7 separate regions of the Mus musculus genome follow, and regions 1, 2, 4, 5, 6 and 7 are each linked to region 3. The links are chromatin contacts, called in public HiChIP or PLAC-seq and promoter capture Hi-C maps. All regions are on one chromosome and are shown on one strand. The core of a region is the stretch at or near the end of the contact, and the rest is flanking DNA. Distances in the headings are between cores, read along the strand shown.

Region 1 (2,700 bases), core at 139-2,638, 3.0 Mb after region 3:
TATTCAGTACTTGTTGGTCAGTATCACCTGTGGCATCCTTCCAGCAAAATTACTTTCTGCGATAGTAGACGCTCCAATCAGCTGTGTGCAGATGTGCTTATGATTAATTTTTCTCAAGCTAACGTCCAGAGGATTGTTTTAAATGTGGCCGTGAACTATAGTTTTCGGGGTGGGGTGAAATGGACACAATCTCTAAAAGCTGTGAAGCTGAAAGCTTTCAGGGGAACCATAGAACATTTAAGGAAGAAACACACATGCACGCTCACACGCGCGCACACTTTTCCAGAGTTGATTTAGAACTTCTATTGTTAGGAAAAGGTGTGTTAAGTAGCTAAAGGCTTCTCCAGCTCCTACCTAAGCCTTCTTGAGGAGGGATTGCAGGCATCAGTCACTATTCTCGGCCGAGGACTTTACATGAGATAGGCCAGTACAATATTGAATGGTTGAATCCAAATTTATACTTACATGTCTTGCCTTAAAGATGAGGAAAGGTCTTAACACTTTCCCTATGCAATTGTAAACATGTATTATTTGGGCCAAGGAGACAGCACATTTGTGTGGCATAAAACATAGCATTTGTGACCGAGCTTACCCTTCCGCCTGGTGGCAGTGTGTGCTCCACCACAAGTTAAAAGTAGGGATCATGTGAAAATTCCTGACTAAATTTATAAAACTATATTGGTTCATTGGTTCAGCTTTGCAGAAGTAAAGAATGCTGCTCCAACGGGAACGTGCTGGCACCACAAAGGCGTTAGATGTAGCAGTGTGTTTTTACCAACCGTCATAACAAATATTTGCTGAGCTGCCAAGCACGGTTTGCGTTTCTGGGATACATCCAGGGACGAGACACAGATTCCCGGTTACTCCGTGCAGTCGTGCCTAGATCATTCGGAAAAGAGTTCTAGGACGTTCTTTGCAAAATCAACACGACGTGTTTCCAAGAGCCCAGGAACGTGGCCGACTAAACGGTGAACCGGGTTCAGCCCCACTGCAGCCGACCTGAAACTCACTTTTGCAAACCTCTTTTATTTCCACCCTCTAGAGTTGTACCCGGCGTGGCTGGCCAGACTGTCAAAGACGTAACGCAAAGAGTCCTCCTCTAATTTTTTTCTGCCGGGAATCTGGAACCCTCGTGAGACAAAGGCGCCTGTGTGACTCCTCTGTCCAATAGACACTTCTGCGACTCCTCAGGGCAGCCGGTCGTCCCCGAGCCAAGGACAAGACTCGCAGCGCGGCCAAGGGTGAGCCATCCAAGGAGAGGCGCGCATGCGCCCCCGCGTGGCTCGGCGCGCTCCTAGCATCCGGTCCCGAGCTGATCAGTCCTACGGAACCTCCGCCGCGGGTTCCGCGTTTCCGGGGGAAGAGGGACGAGAAGGACCGGGACGCCGAGCTACCTTGGCTACTTCGGGAAGCCATGGCTACCGCGGTGGGAAGGCTGGTTCTTCGGCGGCCCGGCGCGGGCGGCGGGGCTCGCTGGAGTGAGTTTTTTGTGTTCCCGGTGTGGGAAGACAATCTGGGGTGCAGGAATCAGGGAAAGAGAAGGGATGCGGGCATGGGCGGCTCTTGTGGGGGGTTTTAGGAGCCCCAGTCTTCGGCAAACATGTCCCCATCTCCCAGGGAGTGAGGACTCGCGCTTGCCTAGCCAAGTCCCTTGCTTTGGGGTGTGGAAGAAAAGTTCAGCATTTCTCATGCTAGCTATTGATCGTTTGGACACGGGGATTCCGCCTTCCTGGAGCGTTCTCCTCCCCTCCAGACCGTTTCCAACTACAACTTTGCTCTCCTTCCCAATCGAGTCTGGTTTTAGGACGCCACTGAGGAAATCGGTGGTGATGTGAGAGTAAATCAGAGCCCAGCGTTTTTGTTTTTTGTTTTTTCGTTGTTGGATCCTAAATTATTAACATTATAAAGTGGTTCAAGTTTGCCTCAGTCGAATTTTTGACTTATGTTCTGCAAAATTCTACCGTTTTCAATACTTGTTACAGGTCCAGAGTAAACTACGTACTTTGCTTTCTTAATAGGATTTATAGCGACGTCGCCAGCTGCCGAGCTGTCACCCACGGAGCTGACAGAAATGCGGAATGATCTGTTTAACAGAGAGAAAAGCAGGCAGTTATCGTTAACCCCCCGAACGGAGAAGATCGAAGTTAAGCATGTTGGGAAAACTGATCCCGGCACTGTCTTCGTGATGAATAAAAACATCTCAACCCCTTACAGTTGTGCCATGCGTAAGCAGCAGAACAATGTTGACCATTTTACACGCGCTGTGCAGAGCACTGCAGAGGGGAACATGCTGTCATTACTTGGCGAAGCTGTAGAATTTATTTGCAGCCATTTTGCCACCCACTGTCCCCTTTGTTTTGTGGGTACGGTGGGTATCGTAGCATTTCTCTGCTGTACAGGTTGTCTCCCTAGTTTGTCTGAATATGACTATGTAATATGCATGTTCTGGGAGCATTTATCTAGCAGGTCTCATTAAAGTATTTTGAGGGTTGTTTTTTTGGTTTGTTTTGGTTTGTTTTTTTCTTGAGTTTTCATTTATTCTACCTTTATCTTTTTAGTTTTTTTTTTCCCCCCGAGTATATGTCTCATCTCCTTCCTACTTGTCCCATGTTGTGGTTTTATCTAGTATAGGTACTAAATGTGTGAATGGAAACATAAGTATAGTGAATGCTGACGTTAATTGTTTTGTTTCTATTGTTA
Region 2 (2,700 bases), core at 187-2,686, 2.5 Mb before region 3:
GAGGTACTTTGAGTCGCTTATAGAGGATGGCTCTTTGCCGCTGCAGCCTGATGTAGCGGGGCCATTTGGTGAAGCGTGTTGGATCTCTTTTGGGCTGGATATCCTGTCTAAGTTCTTGGGCCTTTTCTCAAACAAAGGATTGACCACCTCTTCTGTTTCCTCACGATGGGGGGTGGGGATCACCTTCTTCCCCTTGGCCTTCTTCCCCTTGGGCATCTTGCTTGGCTGGAGGAGAGGGAGTTTGTTTGTTTGTTTGAATTGTTGTCTCATGTAGCCCAGGCTGGCCTCAAACTGTTGATCCTCCTACCTCCAGCTCCAAGGGCTAGAACTGCTGGTGTGTGCCGTCACGCTGGGCCTTTTCCTCTTGTGTATCGCATGGCAAACCACAGAGCTTGGTTACAGACACACAGATCATGACTAACGCAGCTCCAGTCACCTACCCCACACCCTAAGTCGAATGCTGCTCTGCCCTGTAAGTATCCTCCGCTCCACCCTCCACCGTACAGTCTGGGGCCTGGTTGAGGGCTGAGTCTCCCTTCTCAATCTTCTCCGTTCTCCCAACAGCACCACCCTCTGGTGACCAGGCTGCTAACACAGGCGTCTTTGGGAGGCGGTCCAGAGCCCAGCGATTTTCCCTGGAAGATTAGAGGCGAACTGAAATCTTAAAGGGGCAGAGGGTAGGCTCAGAACTAGGGAGAAGAGAAACGTGCCAGGTCCTCCTTGAGGTCAGTCCAGGTTGGGGCAAAAGCGCACCACTGCCAGTTCCTCCAACCCTCCACACGGCCCCAGCGTTTCCTCCGATCTCCGCCCCGCCCACCTCCGCCCCGCCCCCGCTCCTGCTCCTCCAGATGATAAGCCTTGGCTTCCTTCCTGTTGAACTTTGCCCTAGTGGTGGTGCGGTCCTTTCCCACTACCAATATAGCAAAGATAAGAAAGTGAGTACAGGGGTGAGCCCACACCGACTGCACAGGCTGCAAGCCGAGTGAGGTTCCCTCACTCTGAATGCAGCTTGACACCACAGTTGGGTTGGCTTTTCAGACTCCCCCCAACCCCCCCCCCCCCAACCCCGAACTTGCCCTAGGTGTCCTCTGTGCAATCAGTCAGGAACAGGACTGGAACCAGCAATCAATGGGCTCCAACCAGCACTTTGCTTCTACATGGACAGCACAGAGAAAAACTCCAGACGTGACTTCTCTGTCCTTGGAACTTACTGCATTTCTGTCTTCATAAAGTTCACCTATGTGTCCCCTGTGCCTTGTCTTCCCCTTCTGGGATGTTCACATTCTATTTCCCAGTCATGTTTTGTAGTCAAATTGGATTTCCCTTTCTGTGGGCACAGAAACTCACATAAATCCAATGTGATGGCCCGCAGGGCACACACTTACAACAGTGGGTTGCAGAGAGAGTAGATTGTGCAATAAAGAATTCTAAACCTTTGTCCTCAGCTCCTGGGAAACCATATCTCGACTCTTGGGATGACCTGTCTGATAAGAGTGCTGTTAGCTGTACGCCCTTGCGTAATGCCCTATAGTCTAATTTATGGTGAGAGATTTGGACAAGAAATATCAGCCTGACCCCGGAAGTGATTAAAAACTGAGGAGACCAACCGATGGGTCAGCTGCCATGTCCATAAGACTCAACTGTGGCACACTTCTGCCCTGTGCCCTGTCACACTCACTCACACTGTAGCACACTCCTGCCCTGTCACACTCACTCACACTGTGGCATACTCCTGCCCTGAGACTGTCACACTCACAGTCACACTGTGGCACACTCCTGCCCTGTACTCTGTCACACTCACAGTCACACTGTGGCACACTCCTGTCCTGAGACTGTCACACTCACAGTCACACTGTGGCACACTCCTGTCCTGAGACTGTCACACTCACAGTCATACTGTGGTACACTTCTACCCTGTGCTCTGTCACACTCACACTGTGGCACACTCCTGCCCTGCACTCTGTCACACTCACAGTCACACATTTTTTCCAAAAACATTCAATATCACCTAAGACTTCGCTGGTTAAGGACGCAGGGAAGCTTTGCATATGAAACTGTTTTTCCCTCCTTGGATGCTGTCAATCTTTGTCCTTTTGTTTTTTAAAAAAATCATAACTGTAAATATAATTGCTGCCATGTCGTGAACTACTGAATGTAGAAGTAGTAGTGAAACCCTGGCCCTTACTGTCATGAGACATGAGAGAGATCTTGGGAACCAGTGCCCAAAGTCTTTAGTCTTGGGCTAGGACTCTGAACATGTGACTCTAGTCTTGGATTTTCCACTTTCCAGGTAAGCCTTTTGCTCTCTCTGAATCTCCTCATTTCCTCCTTACTGGGAAGACATTATCTGTGTGCCTCCAGGAAGAGGTGCTGTGGGGACTGAGACAGAAGTGGCCAGCTCCATGCAGATGCCATGGTTCAGCACAAGTGTACTGCTTGCCCACTTATGTAGAGGCACATTTGATGACTGTGGCCATGAAGAGCCCATTCCTGTAAGCTGACTAACCACTTCTCTTGTCTGGGGGGAAGAAAAGGAATTGAATATTCCCTGAAGAATAATACTCAAAGCCCAAAAAAAGCCCCTTGTTGGAATTAAGGCCTCTGGGGGCATTTTCACGGTGAATGCCAGCTCTGCACATACGAGAAAACCCCCGAGGTTAGATCAGTTACACTGCACTTGTTGTCCAGCAGAACGGTAAT
Region 3 (2,700 bases), core at 70-2,569:
CAGCCACTGATTACCTGGATCAAAACACACAGCCCGCAGCTGGACCCCCTCCGGCCTCCTGAAGCCACCCCTCGTGTGTGCAGCTCAGCCTTTTATAGTGGAGGCATGTGATGCGCGTATCTGCACCAGCTGTTCCTAATTACCTCTCAGTCTGGGGTGAATGACTCAGCAACACAAACTCTTTTAAAGAGTCACCCTACCTTGTTATCCAACCAACGTAGCGAACAAAGGGAAGCCACTTGACAGATCCGACGGTTAAACAACAAGAGGCGATCACTCCTCCAAAGCTACCCAACTCCAAGATGACTCACCAGGAGCCTTTTTTCCTCTAGACTCCCTTACGATGTCCAAAGCCAGAAGTGGCAAGCGCCTTCAAGCCCAGCCCAGAGCTTGCACCACTACCACAAGAGCAGGAAGAATAGGCCAACCCATACCTCTTCCCATTTCTCTGAATATTTGTAGAGCTCAAAAGCTCGGCCACGAACAAAAATCTACAGTGGTCATCCTTTAATCTTTCTGAACTGCCTTTCCTGCAAACCCAGTGAGCTGAGAGGAGTGCTCAATGCCTAAACAAAGACCCAGCAGGGGCATCGTCCTCCAAGGCTAGCAGTCACAACTCTACAATTCTCCAAAAGGAAAAAGAACAGCATCCTGAAAAAAAAAAAAAAAGTCTTTGTTCTTCCAAGCCTGTCTGGGGAGCAGGATTTTCCCACACGCGTTCTTTCAGAATTACTACTACGTCTGCCTTGACTCAGCGCACGCTGAACATAGAGAGCTCACTACATAAAAGCCATCGGCGCAATTCCACTAAATGACACCAAAGTCCCGGAGAAGATCGAAAACGCGCTGGCCCTGGCCCTACCGGACACGAACACAAAAGCTGGTGTCGTTAACATCGAGACCCACTCTGCCTATGCTGTGCGAGTCCACATTACAAACGTGCGCCAAGCAACAACAAAGGGAAGCGCGGAGCGCCCGGTAGTCCCGGAACCCCGGCCCGCTCGGCCTTGCCCCCGCAGCAGGCGGAGCGGGACGCGGCCCGCGGCGGAGCGCGGTGCAGGGCGGCGCCGGCACGGCCGGCCCAGAGAGTCCGCGCAGCGCGTAAACAGCGCGCAGCCCGCCGCCCCTTCTAGGCCCGCGCGGCCGCCCGCCACCAGCCCCGGTGACCCCCGGAAAGGACGGAAGGACGGCACCGCGCACCGCCCGAGCCACTTACCGGAGCCGAGACGCGGCGCGGCCCGACTGCAGGCGGCAAGCGGCGGTCAGGTGACTCACTCCCTCTGCGCGGACAGCCGCCCGTCTCCTCCCCTGCGCTCCGTTCCTCTCCGCCACCACCGCCAGCGCCTCGGGGCGCTAAAGCCCCGCCCCCGGTTCCGCCCCCGGGCCCCGCCCCGTAGCTGAAGCCCTGCCGAGCTCCAGGCCACGCCCTGCCTGGAGCCACGCCCCGTTCCAGGCCACGCCCTCCGCTAGTAAGAGCCTCTCTATTTCGCCTCCTGCGAGCTCCGTGTAACGTTGTGGATTGTATTGCTGAGCGCCAGGCCTCCAACCGCGTCGCCCTATCTCTGCCTTTGGTGGCAAGGTTACACGTCACGGAAGACCACCTCTTCCTCACCTGCTGAAGGCAGGGAAAAAAAAAGGCTGACGCCTCCACGCCCCCAGGGTTTTTGTTCACACAGCCCCTCTCCCCCCTCCCCCCCCCCCACACACAGATTAGATAAGGTCTTCTGCCCCACGCCCCCAAACCTCGGAAGCTCAGTTCGGCCAAGCTCCTGGGCTGCTTTCCTGTAGGAGCACAAAAACCAGGTGTTTGAACTTGCTGAAAAGGGTGTATGTCAACATCTGTCTGAAGCTCCGCAGGACTTTTAGGAGCAGATTCTGAGAGGGGGAGGCTGCTGCCCCTCTGAATGATCACTAGCTTCCCTTCTAGTTGTTTGTGTCCTTGAGGCCCTTCCTCGAAAACCGCAAGGCAGGTAACCTGGAGTGTGCTTTGCTCATTATAACCCATTAATATGCATGCTTCCCCGATCAAATCCCTTTACTCCTTGTGCTCAGCCAATACTGCTTTGAGAGTTATTCTTGCGCCCTTCATACTTGCCTGAATATAAGCTGCACTCTTATCTGCCTAGCCACGACGGACTGCATTCACCAATGGGCAAGCACGCTGTACTGGGCTTCATATCCGGAATATTGTACTGTCTGGCAGCCTCCTGTTGTCCCTCTACGCTGCACTACCAGGAAACATGGACGCATCCGTGTCTGGTCATGTCAGACGTCTTCCCTCAAGTCCTGGTCATGCTTTCATCCTCTGCTACTTATTGGGGTGTTAATCCAATTGTTCGTTTCTATTTTTTATTATGTTCGCTGTTGTTCAAGGCAGTGTCTTTACGCAAAGCTGCATGCACTCGTGGCAGGGCTTATCAGTCTGGAGAAAGAGAGGACTGGGCTGGCCAACCTGATTAAAAATGAGGAAGGAATTACCACCCCTGAGGCCAGTAGCCCTGGGAGGACTTGTAGGAAGAAATAATGTTGCTGGCTTTGAGTTCCAGAGGAAAGATGTAGAAAAATGGGAAGCCCCAAAATGTATGTGCTCCTTAAACACACACAGACAGTGCAAGGGCTCCAGGAGAGGGTTGTCTCCAAATAGTGATAACATTGACATGACTGCATCTGTACAGTGCGTAAGCTCTTGTGACTTAAGGA
Region 4 (2,700 bases), core at 22-2,521, 2.9 Mb after region 3:
TATCATCATCATCAACAACAACAACAACAACAACAACAAGGACTTCCTCACTTAAAAATAGATAGTAATTTCCTACCTTTTCCTAAAAAGTTAACGCGAAGAAAACAAAAATCAAATTTCAAATCACATTAGGCCAGCACCCGCGCAAATCCTCTTTCAAAGTACCCAGAGAAACTAAACTGGCTTTGGGACGCCTCCGCAGCTATGCCAGCTGCCAGCTCGCTCATTCATCGCCTGCGCCTTTCTAACAATCCTAACAGCCAGTCCCGCTGGCTGGACATCCCCTGAGGACACGGCAGCTGGCTGGAGCGGACAGACTTCTCTAAGCCGGTTTTGCAGGCGTAAAGGCGAAAAGCTACTGGGGCTCAGCTAATTTCACCCCGCTACCGCCTCTAAAGTGCTTTACCCAGCACCTTGCCCGGGGCAGCTGGGACCGTAACCACTGATCCCTCAGCCGCAGCTACTTAAGAGTGGCCTTCGCCAACCCCGGATGCCATCTTTCTTGGGCTCTTCGCATCTTGAATACTTAGAGAGTTTTGCATTCTGATCACGTCCCGGTGTCTTTGAAAACTTCCTCGGACTTTGCAAGGAGATGAGGATCGTCTGTTTTCTTCAATTCTTAACTGCCCAGATCCAACACTATTTACAAGACGCACAGGACTTCAGTCTCCCTGCCCAGAGCCTGCCCTCATCCAGATTACCCTCCGTGCTCCCAGACTGCAAAGCCTGGCGCCCCGAGACAGACCCCCTAGCACTGAGCGCCATGCCTGCAGGCGAGGGTCCCGGAGGCTGGTATAGCCAGACCGGAGGGTGGAAAGGACTGTTACCCCAGAGACTTACAGTCCAGGGCGACGATCAAGTAGTGTAGCAGCAGCAGCATCAGGAGGCCTTGGGGGCTCCTCGCCATCTACGCGGGCGCCAGCTGGCTGCCTAGCTGAGGGTCCCCCTGCAGGAGCGCGACAGGCGGCTGGGTCTCCCAGCACTTCGCCCGGCGGCGGAGCAGAGGAGGTCCCTGAGAGGTGGAAGCAGAGGGGCGGGTCCTGTCCCGATGTCAGTCTCTCCGGTCTGGGGTGTCTCCAGCGACTGTCGTGGGGGCAGGTCTTCTGGCCCTAGGACGTGGTGTCTGGGACAGTCCTTCTTTTGAAGGGTGGAAGAGGGTTGAGGGGAGGGCGTGGACGCGGGACGCGGTGTCCGCAGGGTCCTAAGCGAGTGGCGGCAGAGGACTAGCCTCTTGAGGGAGAACCCTGCAGGTCGGCCCCCCGCCCCCAGACTGATCCGCTTTGTGTCTAGTCCCGCGCTAGGCTGCCAGCTGTCCCCAGGGCGAGGAGCTGGGGGCAGGAGGAGCGCAGCCGGGTGGGATGGGCAGGGTGTGTGTGTGTTGGGAGCGGTAGTGGCTCGGTCTGTCTCGCCATGTCTCTCCTCTTGGCGCAAAAAAACTTCCTTTTCAGTGTTTTGCCTAGCGTGGGAGATATTTTTTGGAAAATTTCTATCTAGCGGACAAAACCGCTGGCGAAGCGCTCTTAAAGTATAGGGGCATGAGCTCAGCCCCTGCCTCTAGAAAGGGGGGGTGGGGAGGGGCGGAGGGGGCGGGGGACAAAGGCATCACTCAAGTTGCAAGTCAGGTCCCAGATTTTATCATCAGGCTTAGCCTCTTCTGGCTTCAAGTCCGTCCTCCCCGTCCCCCCAACCCCTTAGAGAGTTAAGGTGTGTTCTGGGCTCTTGGCTTCTTAGTTGTCATCTGGAAGTTCATCTAACGGTGTGAAATATTTATCTTGTTTCTTCCCCGTTATGTAACTGCCGCCTGTGGAGTTTTCCACATGTTAAAACTCTACAGCTGCCCTTTTGTCAGGTTTATTTTTGGTCTCATGTGCTTTTAAAAGGGAAATCCATTATGAATGCTCCAGTGCGTGCTTTAAAATTGACCCGCACTTCGGAAGCGTGCACTTGCAAAGGCGATTTTCACATTTCCTCTCCAGAACTGATGGCTGGGGCATTCAAGAAAATTGACCCGTCTGTGTAAAGGCCGTTGTCAGGTGAAGACATTTTTTAAAATCGTTTTAAATAAAGCTAAATAATAAATAATTATGTGTAGAGGATGGCTGATTTAGTGGTGGACCACTTACAAAGAATTGAGCCAGCCTTGCGGACAAAGGCTTAAGATATACTTAGATATGCAGAGCTGTGAGGAATGAGGCATCCCCACTGTTGCCTGGGCAACAGTGATGAAAGCTTTGGCCCTCATGGGGAAGGGGAGGGGACAGAAGACCCCTGAGGGCAAGAAAAGCAAAGTTAAAAAAAAAAAAAAAAAAAAAGGCAAAAATGGAGCTGGTAGCCCAAACTCACAAACAGTAAGGGAGTAAGGGTGTCATCTAACTTAAGACTTAAGGCAAAAAAAAAAAAAAAAAAAAAAAAAGACTTAAGGCCTGTGCTCAGAGACAGGTTAAGTCAATTGTCCTTGACAATCCAATTAAAAGAGTCAAATTAGTCGTGAAAACTGAGAAGAGAAAGGGAGAGATATTGATTGATTGATTGATTGATTCGATATAGCCACATTGTAGAGTTCCAGTGAACCCCAAGTCTGTCTTTGGGGCCCTGAAGTGAGATAAAATACAGAGCCAAGGATCCACACATCCATGCAGCCCACATCTAAGCCATTGTCTGGTCTTCAGTCTCGTCCTATAGGGTGGTAAGACAGGTTCT
Region 5 (2,700 bases), core at 74-2,573, 2.6 Mb before region 3:
ACAGGGTTTCTCTGTATAGCCCTGGCTGGTCTCGAACTCAGAAATCCACCTGCCTCTGCCTCCCCAGTACTGGGATTAAAGGCGTGTGCCACCATGCTGGGCCAAACACCTTGTTCTTAAACACCTCTGCTCCTTGTCTGTCTGACTTTTCAGCTCCTGTTAGCTGTGCAGTATTGAATCCCAGGTATCTACCTCCTCTCAGCCATTTTCCTGGACTTTACCCATATCGCAAAAGCCCTCAGTTAACTATCCCAGGGACAGCTCAGATGGCTAGAGCCCGAAAAGATAACCGTCTAGCCAGATAAACTTGGGCATGGTGGTTAACTGAACTAGGCTGACTTAAATGAGGACACTGTTCATAGGCATTGACAAAGATTAGCCATTACGCCCTCAAACTCATTCCTTCCTTAAATTATTACCAAGTTGACGCAAACCCAGCACTCATGTCCTTCAAGAAGCAGTGTGCATCTTCCCTCCGGAACACCATTCTGTCTTTCCTCCAGTGCCTGATACCTTCAGCCTCATCATCTCCAGGGCCCGAAGCCATGCTGTTCCTGGCCCCACTTTCTTCCGCATGCATACTTTGCAGGATGTCAACCTGCATGATGCCCCCTTAAGAACAAAATCCTAACTCTGCTAGGATCTGGTCTCGGTAGGGCCAGTTGCTTTCCCTAAGTACCAGCCGGTTGTCCTCCAAGGAGAGGTGATAGCACAGCGCGCAAGGTCCAGAGGGCCCCTCCTTTCTCGAATTCTTTTAGGATGCTCGCCCTTTTCTACGGGAAGTAGTCCCCAACTTCCAGTACGAGTCAGGCCTTCTAGCTTTTATACTCATGCTCCACAAAAGTGAGGTTTCTACAGAAAAACTTTCATTTTTCACACACCCAACAGACAGCGGTCGCAGCGCGCGGCAGGCGGTGAGAACTCAAGTGAATCAGAACACACTTCTGCCGAGAGCGACCCAACGGGGTTTGGGGAGATTAGCGTTAGGGGTTCAGGAGCCCAGTCCTCGGAAGTTGCTCAGGGCGTCCACCAGGTCCGCACGCAAGTCGAAGCAGGGGACTTGGAGACTGCAGACGCTCACCCTCCGCGCTTTGTTTGTCGCAGCAGCAGGGCGCAGTCCTGCCCGGACACAATGCACCCCGGGAGCCGTCGTCCGGATCCTGAGCCCAGAAGACGGGAACTCTCCGCAGCCGCAACCGGCGGGAAAGCGCGCGACAACGCGCGGTCACACGCTAGCGGCTCGGCGCCGGTGGGGCGCGGAGGGGCGGGGCGTGGGCGGAGCCAAGCACGAGCGGGGCGGAGCCGGGCTCAGGAAGCGCTTGGAGGCCCGAGCTGTCCCAGGGTGCTTCGCGCGGCGTGCACTCGGGTCGCTGCCGCCATCCTGCTGGCGAAAGAGAGGAGAGAGACAGAGAGGCCCGCCCGCTCGCCGGCCGGGCCAGTGTGGGCCAGTGCGTGAGGGAGGGCGCGGGGGGCCGTGTCAGCGCGACGCAGAGCGCAGCCGCCGCCGCCAAACGGACATGTTGGAGCCCCGCGCTGCCGCCGCCTCCCATCCCTCCTCCGGCGCACGGGACTGAGCAGGGGCCCGCCGCCTCTGCCTGCGCTCGACCGGCCCAGCCTCGCCGCCTCGGCCGCAGCCCCTTCCTGCTCGGCCTCCGCCGCTCGTCGCCTCCCGTCCTCCTCCCCCTCCACGCCCAAGGGCCCTGCCGGCACCCGGCCCTACTCAGCCGCCGCTCCAGGTCTAGGTGACCGGCGGGCCCGGAGCAGCCGCAGCCGCCGCCGCAACGCGCGCGAACATGGACGCCGTCAACGCCTTCAACCAGGAGGTGAGGAGTGCTTGGGGTTAGGGCTGGTGCGGGCCACGCCGGGGCCGCTTCTCTCGCTGCCCGAGGGCTTTCGAGCACCGAGTCCGGGCGGGGACGCTTCCTGCCCCGGTTCCGGGGCAGCGGGCCTGGAGCCGGGGAGAGGTCGCGGCCACCGCCGGGGGCTGACCCCGCGCCCCTCCCCCGCCAGTGCCCCTTCGCCCCCTTCCGGCCTGTGCCGACTCCCGCTTCTTCAACGTGGCCCTTATGCTGCTCCCGGCCCCGTTATCGGCTTTACGGGGCCGGGATCCCGCCAGGGGCTGCAACGGAGCGCTCGGCCGACTCAGGGGCGGGAGTTCCCGCGAGTCCCGGGGCCGGCGTAGCAGCCGCCTGGGTTCTCCTGTTGCTCAGGCCGCGGCGCTGCGCGGCGGCCGCTGGACTCTGATCCCGGTTGGCGGAGACTTAGAGAGGGTGTCTGCCCTCCCACCTCCTGGATTGACACGCTCACAAATGAACATAGAGCGGTAGTTCCCTTGGCCTTTCTATCTAGAACGTGCCCTTTCTGTACATCGTGACACCTAAAAAGTTGAATGGGAGAGCAAAGTGTACGCCCCATTTAGTCCGCTAGTAAGGCTGCTTGGGTCTCCACCTGCTCACCCTCGCACCGCCCTCTCGGGGTACTTAATCCTCAGCTCCCTTCCTCAGGGACATTTACATGTGAAAACCTCCCCAAACCGGGAACAAAGCTGCCTGCCGCCTTAAAGCTCTCTAGTTGTATCTCTGATCGTTCCATGTGCTGCTTAGGGGCATAAAGTCCATACTATCTTATTTATCTGAATGGATGTGGGAGGAGGAGACGACCACTGATGCTTTAAAACGCAGTTACAGAGTGGAAACTATT
Region 6 (2,700 bases), core at 102-2,601, 2.9 Mb after region 3:
TGCACACCTTTAATGCCGGCGCTCAGAAAATAGAGGCAGATAGGCCTCTAAACTCTAGGCCGGTCTAATCTACATAGCAAGTTCAAGGTCAGCCAGGCTAGAAAGTGACACCCAACACAAACTTACACGTACCCAGACACCACTTATAAGGTGCGCATGCGCACTTGTGGAGGTCAGAGAGCAGACAGTTCTCTCCTCCTTCCATCTGGATTCCAGAGGCTGAACAGTCTGGCTCGGCAGCAAGTGCCTTTACCTGTCGAACCATCTCACTGGCCTACCTAAGGATTTAGTTTCAAATGACTGTTTGTCATCGTGAAACGATGCGCTGGCACCATTCTCTATGCTGTGGACCCTAAGGGTGGAATCCCCTAAACTCCATCGTTGTGTTCACTGCACTACACCAACCCCCAAAAAAGGTCGGGGGGAGGAGTGGGGGAAGTTGGCAAGGTACAGTAACTTTCACTGACATCTTCGGGAAAGACGCAGAAAGTCATCCTATGCATTAGAACGATTGCACCGATGCGACTCTAGGACAGTTCCAGAAGGGCAATCGGTACTGCTAGTGCGGGGATGGCTGACTCGGGTGACAGACAGGTCTGGCATCTTCCCGAGAGACCCGGGAGCGCCCGGGGCTGTGCGCTCGGCCAGCGCGCCGAGCCTGGACCGCGCCCGTGCGACGGGCGACTCCGCCGCGTCCCGCAACGCGGCCCGGGCCACGCCGCTCCCCGCGCCCCTCCCCTCGGCTTCCCGCACAGCCTCTCCCGCCCCTCCCCACCAGGCTCCCTCAAGTCTCCACGAACGGAAATGGGAGTCGCAGCGCCGGGGACCCAGCGGAAACAAAACACAGAGGCGGCCGCGGGGGGGGACAAGCCCCGGAACCAGGCCGCCCGCGCGGGCCCGCGCTCCCCGCCAGCCCGCGTCCGCAACTCACCAGCTCCGGAATTCGTCCCGTGGCCCTAGCCCGCGCTTCCACAGCCGGCTGGGAACGGCGGCGGCGCGGGCTCCAGGTACAGCGCCTCTCCGGGCGAGCCGCGCCGCTCCCGCGAGTAGCAGGGTAAGGTCCCGGGGCCCTTCCCGTGGAATCGGCGCTAAGGAACCCCAGCCCCTCTCCCGCCTCCCAGGCACCCCCGGGCCTGGAACTACAACTCCCAGCAGGCTGCGCGGCCCGAAACGCCCGCGACGACGGGGCTCACGAGGCACAAACGCCCCCCAGCCGCTTTGGTTTTTTGTTTTGTTTTGGTTTTGGTTTTTACGCGCTCCTTTGTACCCCCACCCTACATCCACCTCCCCAACCCCAAGGATCGGGACGCTGACTCCGAAGGGAGCTTGAACTAGGGGACAGGCCAGAATACGCATGCGTACAGTGCAGTGTCTCCAAGAGGGAAAAGGGGGTGAAGTTAAAGTGTAGGAAAGATGGCGGAGTCTTAGCTGAGGGACCCGGAAGCACTTACCCTCCACTTCCTCCTCCTGTTTGGCTTCTGTCTCACCTAGAGGCGTCCGGTCGCAGACTCCCTTCGAGGCGCTTCCTGTCCGGTGAGCGTCGAACGACTGAAGCCGCGGCCCATAGTGCCTTGCGATGGCGGGTAGGCGTGTGTAGGCGGAGCCAGGGCCGGAAGTAGAACGGTGGCGGCGGCGGTGACTCTGGCAGCTCGGGACTCAGTGCAAGGTGACTGGGAGGGTAACTGGGCTAGCTCGGCCTCCTGGGACTGAGCTTCTGGGTTTCTTCACGAGGAGAGAGGGCTGCCCGTCACCTTTGCCCTGGGAGTAGAGCGCAGCCCCGTGTCCTTGGCACCGTCCTGGCCTGGCCTGGGGTCACAGGTGACCTCGGCCCTGCTGGGTATTCAGATTTGCCTTACGCTCACTAAATAAGACCGTGAATGCTCTCCTGGGAGCAGAGCGGGCCGACTCGAAAAGCAGAAAAGACGGGGTGGTGAGCCTGCAGCCCGCCTGGGGCAGCCCAAGGTCACGGCGCGCCACAGGCTTGTGAATAATGCAGGCGGCGATCGAGCCTCCTAAGACAGGAAAGGGCGATGGTGATATCCTAAAAGTTTTATATCCAATCTAGAAGTCATGCTTTGTCGATTGACTTTATGATTAGATACTCACGAGCAGCAAAGGGACTAGCCTTCGGCTAGGCTGGTCAGTCAACCGCTATAAATAGGAGAGCCGTGCGCCTTCCCAAAGCTACACCTCTGGGTTTGAACTTTGATTACCCCACCCCCACCCCCACCATGCTTTCCCCAATATTGTTACTATCAGACCTCTAACAAGCAGCAAGCTAGTGCAGGATATTAATTCAGTACGGAATTTGTCCCAAATGGTGTTCTACACTTAGGATGCCATTTGTCTTCCGTGTGATCATGAACAGATCGCATTCTCTATTTAATCTGAAAAAGTGAAAGGCAGTGAAGGAGAAACAACAAGTAGTTTTGGTAAGAGAGAATGTGGTCACTGTTAGAACGATTGAGTAGGACTTAGGAGGTGAGTATACATGTATGTTTGGGGTTCAGAGAGTACGCTAAATTAGACGTGGGGATTGGAAATCATTGTTTGGGATGGTGCGTTATTGAAAGTGAAAATGTATTTTCCCTGTCTTGTAGAAGAAATGACCGTCTTGGCAGTTAGATTGGGAGCAGGTTGACTGTGGAATGTTAGGTAAACAACCTTCTTTAGACATATTTTTTTTAATCACCTATAAGC
Region 7 (2,700 bases), core at 65-2,564, 2.5 Mb before region 3:
GAATATGAACTTTGGGTAGAAAAATCTGATTCTGAAAAGTTGGCAACAGGTTAAATCAACCAGCTTTGATTACAACTGCCAATCTGGAATGCTTAACTATCGTTTCATTGGGTACAAAGGGCACCAGCGATGTGTAGTTTGCAGCGTCACAAAAATAGTGCGAGCTGCTCTGGCATGGCATGGTGGAAGATGACAGAAACCCACACACAGGGGTAAGACCCAGCCGAACTTCGTCTTTCTCACAGTGAATTACGTGGGGAGGAGAAAAAGACAAAAACAAAAAACTTCCACAGGAAAACAACAAAACGCATTTCAATGCCAAGAAACTGCTGGAAACGAGGCTAGTTACGAAAAACTCTAAATTGCCGTTATCAGTTCTCGTCGTAAACCAAACACTTGGGATTCACTATGGTGTCTGCCTTCTCACACGTATGTCCACCACTTCAGAGAGCACATAACGCTCATTTATCAAATATTCTCTCGGGATTAAGGTGAATACAACAACGGTAACCTCCCTAAGGCTCTGGACACAACCTTACCACACACATCTTCCCTGTGACGCATGTGTTTTTGCAGGGTCACAGTATTTTCGAAAATATCTCTATGTACTTTTCCAAAATGTGCTCAGAAACTCGCTGTGGTAGAAAAAACCCACAGCCGGGTCTCTCTCTGGAGTGCAAAGCAAGGGACGGCTGTCCAAGGCCATCTCTTTCTTTCCGCCTTGCGACACGACCCTGACCTAGTACAGAACAGCCCAGGACTTTGCTTTAAAGTGCCGCAAACGCGTCCTGCGGCCTTAGTCCGGTCTGGCACCACCGGGTTCAAATATTCTTACAACAATCGCAGCCGGTGGCCACGGGGCTCTGAGCCTGTGGGACACGGACACCGGAAAAGCAGCAGCCCCAGAAGGATAACGGATGCCAAGCCGGCTCTCCCGGGCAGGCCCAGCCGCTCCGGGGCGCGGGGAGGCCCCCGCCCGCCCGGAAGGCCCCGCGGCGCCCCGGGCCTCGCTTCCCGGCGCCCAGCCCCTGCCCCAGGCCACGGTGACTCAGCACTTAGCGGGCTCAGGCCGTGGCGGGGGCGTGGCGTGCTCCCGCACAGGTGCGCCGCGTCACCGCGGCCTGCGCCCCGCGCCCCGGGCCTTGCCTTCTGCTCGAAGTGGATGGTTCCCTGCACCGGACCGTCGCCCTTCAGCACGCACACCGCTTTCATCGCCATGCTTCCCCGGGAGACGCGCGGCGGCCTCCTCCGGAGGGACCAGAGAGAGCAAGACGAGAAGCCGACGGACGGAAGGCGCCGCAGGAAAGGACCGCGCAAAAAAACGAGGCCCTGGCGCCACGGAGCTTTTATAGGCCTGAGTCTGACCACGCCCACCTTGGCACGGAACCAATCGCTACCCGCGGCCTCCGCCCGCCCTTCGTGGAGCTCCCTGGCCGCGGGGCACGCTGGGGGCGGGGCGGAGGGTAGCTCCGGCTCCTGGAGCGTGCGGACTGAGAAAGTTCCCGAGGAGCCTGAGCGGGGAAAGTCGCTATTGTCTTCTAACTGTGACGTCGGCCGAGTCGCCGCGGAAACCGAGAACACGAGGCCCGCGTGCGCGCCTGGAAGGTCTGAACCCACTGTGTCTGGAAATGCGGATTGTCACTGACTTTGCACAGCGCGCCTCGGTTGCAGTGTGAAAGTTGAGATGCGCCAAGATGGATGCCCAGTGTCATTTCCAGCTTTATTTTCTCATGATGTCTAAAATGTGTAAAGCCCATGTTCTATCTCTAGACACACCCCCGTTTCTTACTTATTTTTTACTTCTTTTATTTTTGTTACTAGAGCTGGAGATTAGACAGTCCCCACCCCCCACCCCGCCCCCTGCATGACAGACAAGTGCTCTGCCAGTTAAGACACACACACACACACACACACACACACACACACGCAAAACACAAGAAAATCAAGAGGAAGGAAGACCAACGTGTGGATACTTCATTCCTCCTTAAAATAACGAACAAAATACCCATGGACGGAGTTACAGAGACACAGTTTGGAGCTGAGACAAAAGGATGGACCATCCAGAGACTGCCCCACCTGGAGATCCGTGCCATAATCAGCCACCAAATGCAGACACTATTGCGTATGCCAGCAAGATTTTGCTGAAAGGACCCTGATATAGCTGTCTCGTGTAAGGCTTTGCCAGTGCCTGGCAAATACAGAAGTGGATGTTCACAGTCATCTATTGGATGGAACACAGGGCCCCTAATGGAGGAGCTAGAGAAAGTACCCAAGGAGCTGAAGGGGTCTACAACCCTATAGGTGGAACAACAATATGAACTACCCAGTACCTCCGGAGCTCGTGTTTCTAGCTGCATATGTAGCAGAAGATGGCCAACTCGACAATCACTGGGAGGAGAGGCCCTTGGTCTTGCAAATTTATATGCCTCAGTACAGTGGAATGCCAGGGCCAAGAAGTGGGAGTGGGTGGGGAGGGGAGCAGGGGGGCGTGGTATAGGGGACTCCCCAGATAGCATTTGAAATGTAAATGAAGAAAATAATAAAAATTTGAAAAAAAAAAAGACACACATACCTTTTTAAAAATATCACACTGTGTACCTTTGGCTCTCATGGAACTCATTGTGTAGAACAGACAGGCTGACCTTGAACTCACAGAGATCTCCCTGGCCTCTGCCTCTCAGTTGCTGGGGTTAGAGGGGT

Evidence for each region. Promoter capture Hi-C pulls out the DNA fragments that hold promoters and counts their contacts. HiChIP or PLAC-seq counts read pairs in DNA pulled down with a chosen protein or histone mark. Capture Hi-C pulls out chosen DNA fragments and counts their contacts.
Region 1: a promoter capture Hi-C map of liver shows a contact between it and region 3, with 8 times the contacts expected there. The contact joins the promoter of Mrpl39 here to the promoter of Bach1 in region 3. A contact is called at or near these places in 5 of 39 promoter capture datasets (the HPC-7 cell line, liver and pre-B cells), 2 of 484 Hi-C or Micro-C datasets (B cells and uterus), 2 of 115 datasets of contacts at active chromatin or transcription factors (astrocytes and pro-B cells) and 2 of 9 other capture datasets (adipose tissue and liver).
Region 2: a promoter capture Hi-C map of liver shows a contact between it and region 3, with 7 times the contacts expected there. The contact joins the enhancer-like site here to the promoter of Bach1 in region 3. A contact is called at or near these places in 3 of 39 promoter capture datasets (embryonic stem cells, hippocampal neurons and liver), 1 of 484 Hi-C or Micro-C datasets (the G1E-ER4 cell line) and 3 of 115 datasets of contacts at active chromatin or transcription factors (embryonic forebrain, embryonic stem cells and forebrain).
Region 4: an H3K27ac HiChIP or PLAC-seq map of embryonic stem cells shows a contact between it and region 3, with 8 times the contacts expected there. The contact joins the promoter of Jam2 here to the promoter of Bach1 in region 3. A contact is called at or near these places in 3 of 39 promoter capture datasets (cranial neural crest, embryonic stem cells and liver), 5 of 115 datasets of contacts at active chromatin or transcription factors (all in embryonic stem cells) and 1 of 9 other capture datasets (embryonic stem cells).
Region 5: a contact with region 3 is called in a promoter capture Hi-C map of liver, with 6 times the contacts expected there. The contact joins the promoter of Scaf4 here to the promoter of Bach1 in region 3. A contact is called at or near these places in 7 of 39 promoter capture datasets (HPC-7-derived erythroid cells, embryonic stem cells, hippocampal neurons and 3 more), 2 of 484 Hi-C or Micro-C datasets (the G1E-ER4 cell line and embryonic stem cells), 2 of 115 datasets of contacts at active chromatin or transcription factors (astrocytes and large pre-B cells) and 2 of 9 other capture datasets (adipose tissue and liver).
Region 6: a contact with region 3 is called in a promoter capture Hi-C map of liver, with 7 times the contacts expected there. The contact joins the promoter of Gabpa here to the promoter of Bach1 in region 3. A contact is called at or near these places in 6 of 39 promoter capture datasets (cranial neural crest, embryonic stem cells, erythroid cells and 2 more), 4 of 484 Hi-C or Micro-C datasets (B cells, CD4 T cells, muscle stem cells and 1 more), 6 of 115 datasets of contacts at active chromatin or transcription factors (astrocytes, embryonic stem cells, extraembryonic endoderm stem cells and 3 more) and 2 of 9 other capture datasets (adipose tissue and liver).
Region 7: a promoter capture Hi-C map of stem cell-derived epiblast-like cells shows a contact between it and region 3, with 11 times the contacts expected there. The contact joins the promoter of Sod1 here to the promoter of Bach1 in region 3. A contact is called at or near these places in 9 of 39 promoter capture datasets (the 3T3-L1 cell line, cranial neural crest, embryonic stem cells and 5 more), 1 of 484 Hi-C or Micro-C datasets (myocytes), 4 of 115 datasets of contacts at active chromatin or transcription factors (astrocytes, embryonic forebrain, embryonic stem cells and 1 more) and 1 of 9 other capture datasets (adipose tissue).

Annotation. Positions count from the first base shown.
Region 1 is chr16:84,733,932-84,736,631 of GRCm38.p6, reverse strand. Mrpl39 (mitochondrial ribosomal protein L39) reads left to right here and starts at 1,388. Exons shown (of 10, transcript NM_017404.5): 1 at 1,388-1,478; 2 at 2,019-2,225. The coding sequence starts at 1,415.
Region 2 is chr16:90,195,662-90,198,361 of GRCm38.p6, reverse strand. It overlaps Gm35714 (a long non-coding RNA gene), which reads left to right. Exons shown (of 3, transcript XR_003951898.1): 2 at 314-472; 3 at 565-1,049. Among named protein-coding and RNA genes, the nearest start is that of Gm35714, 6.8 kb to the left of the region's middle. Within about 2 kb of position 1,436, at least 40 of the 459 cell types and tissues checked have an H3K27ac peak or open chromatin away from gene starts, as enhancers often do. A contact at or near this core is called in liver, where this site is marked.
Region 3 is chr16:87,697,573-87,700,272 of GRCm38.p6, reverse strand. It overlaps Bach1 (BTB and CNC homology 1, basic leucine zipper transcription factor 1), which reads right to left and starts at 1,319. Exons shown (of 5, transcript NM_007520.2): 1 at 1,217-1,319.
Region 4 is chr16:84,772,694-84,775,393 of GRCm38.p6, reverse strand. It overlaps Jam2 (junction adhesion molecule 2), which reads right to left and starts at 1,271. Exons shown (of 10, transcript NM_023844.5): 1 at 841-1,271. The coding sequence starts at 907.
Region 5 is chr16:90,283,126-90,285,825 of GRCm38.p6, reverse strand. Scaf4 (SR-related CTD-associated factor 4) reads left to right here and starts at 1,323. Exons shown (of 20, transcript NM_178923.4): 1 at 1,323-1,823. The coding sequence starts at 1,794.
Region 6 is chr16:84,833,775-84,836,474 of GRCm38.p6, reverse strand. It overlaps Gabpa (GA repeat binding protein, alpha), which reads right to left and starts at 1,351. Exons shown (of 10, transcript NM_008065.2): 1 at 932-1,351. Atp5j (ATP synthase, H+ transporting, mitochondrial F0 complex, subunit F) reads left to right here and starts at 1,453. Exons shown (of 4, transcript NM_001302214.1): 1 at 1,453-1,666.
Region 7 is chr16:90,219,376-90,222,075 of GRCm38.p6, reverse strand. It overlaps Sod1 (superoxide dismutase 1, soluble), which reads right to left and starts at 1,314. Exons shown (of 5, transcript NM_011434.2): 1 at 1,147-1,314. The coding sequence starts at 1,218.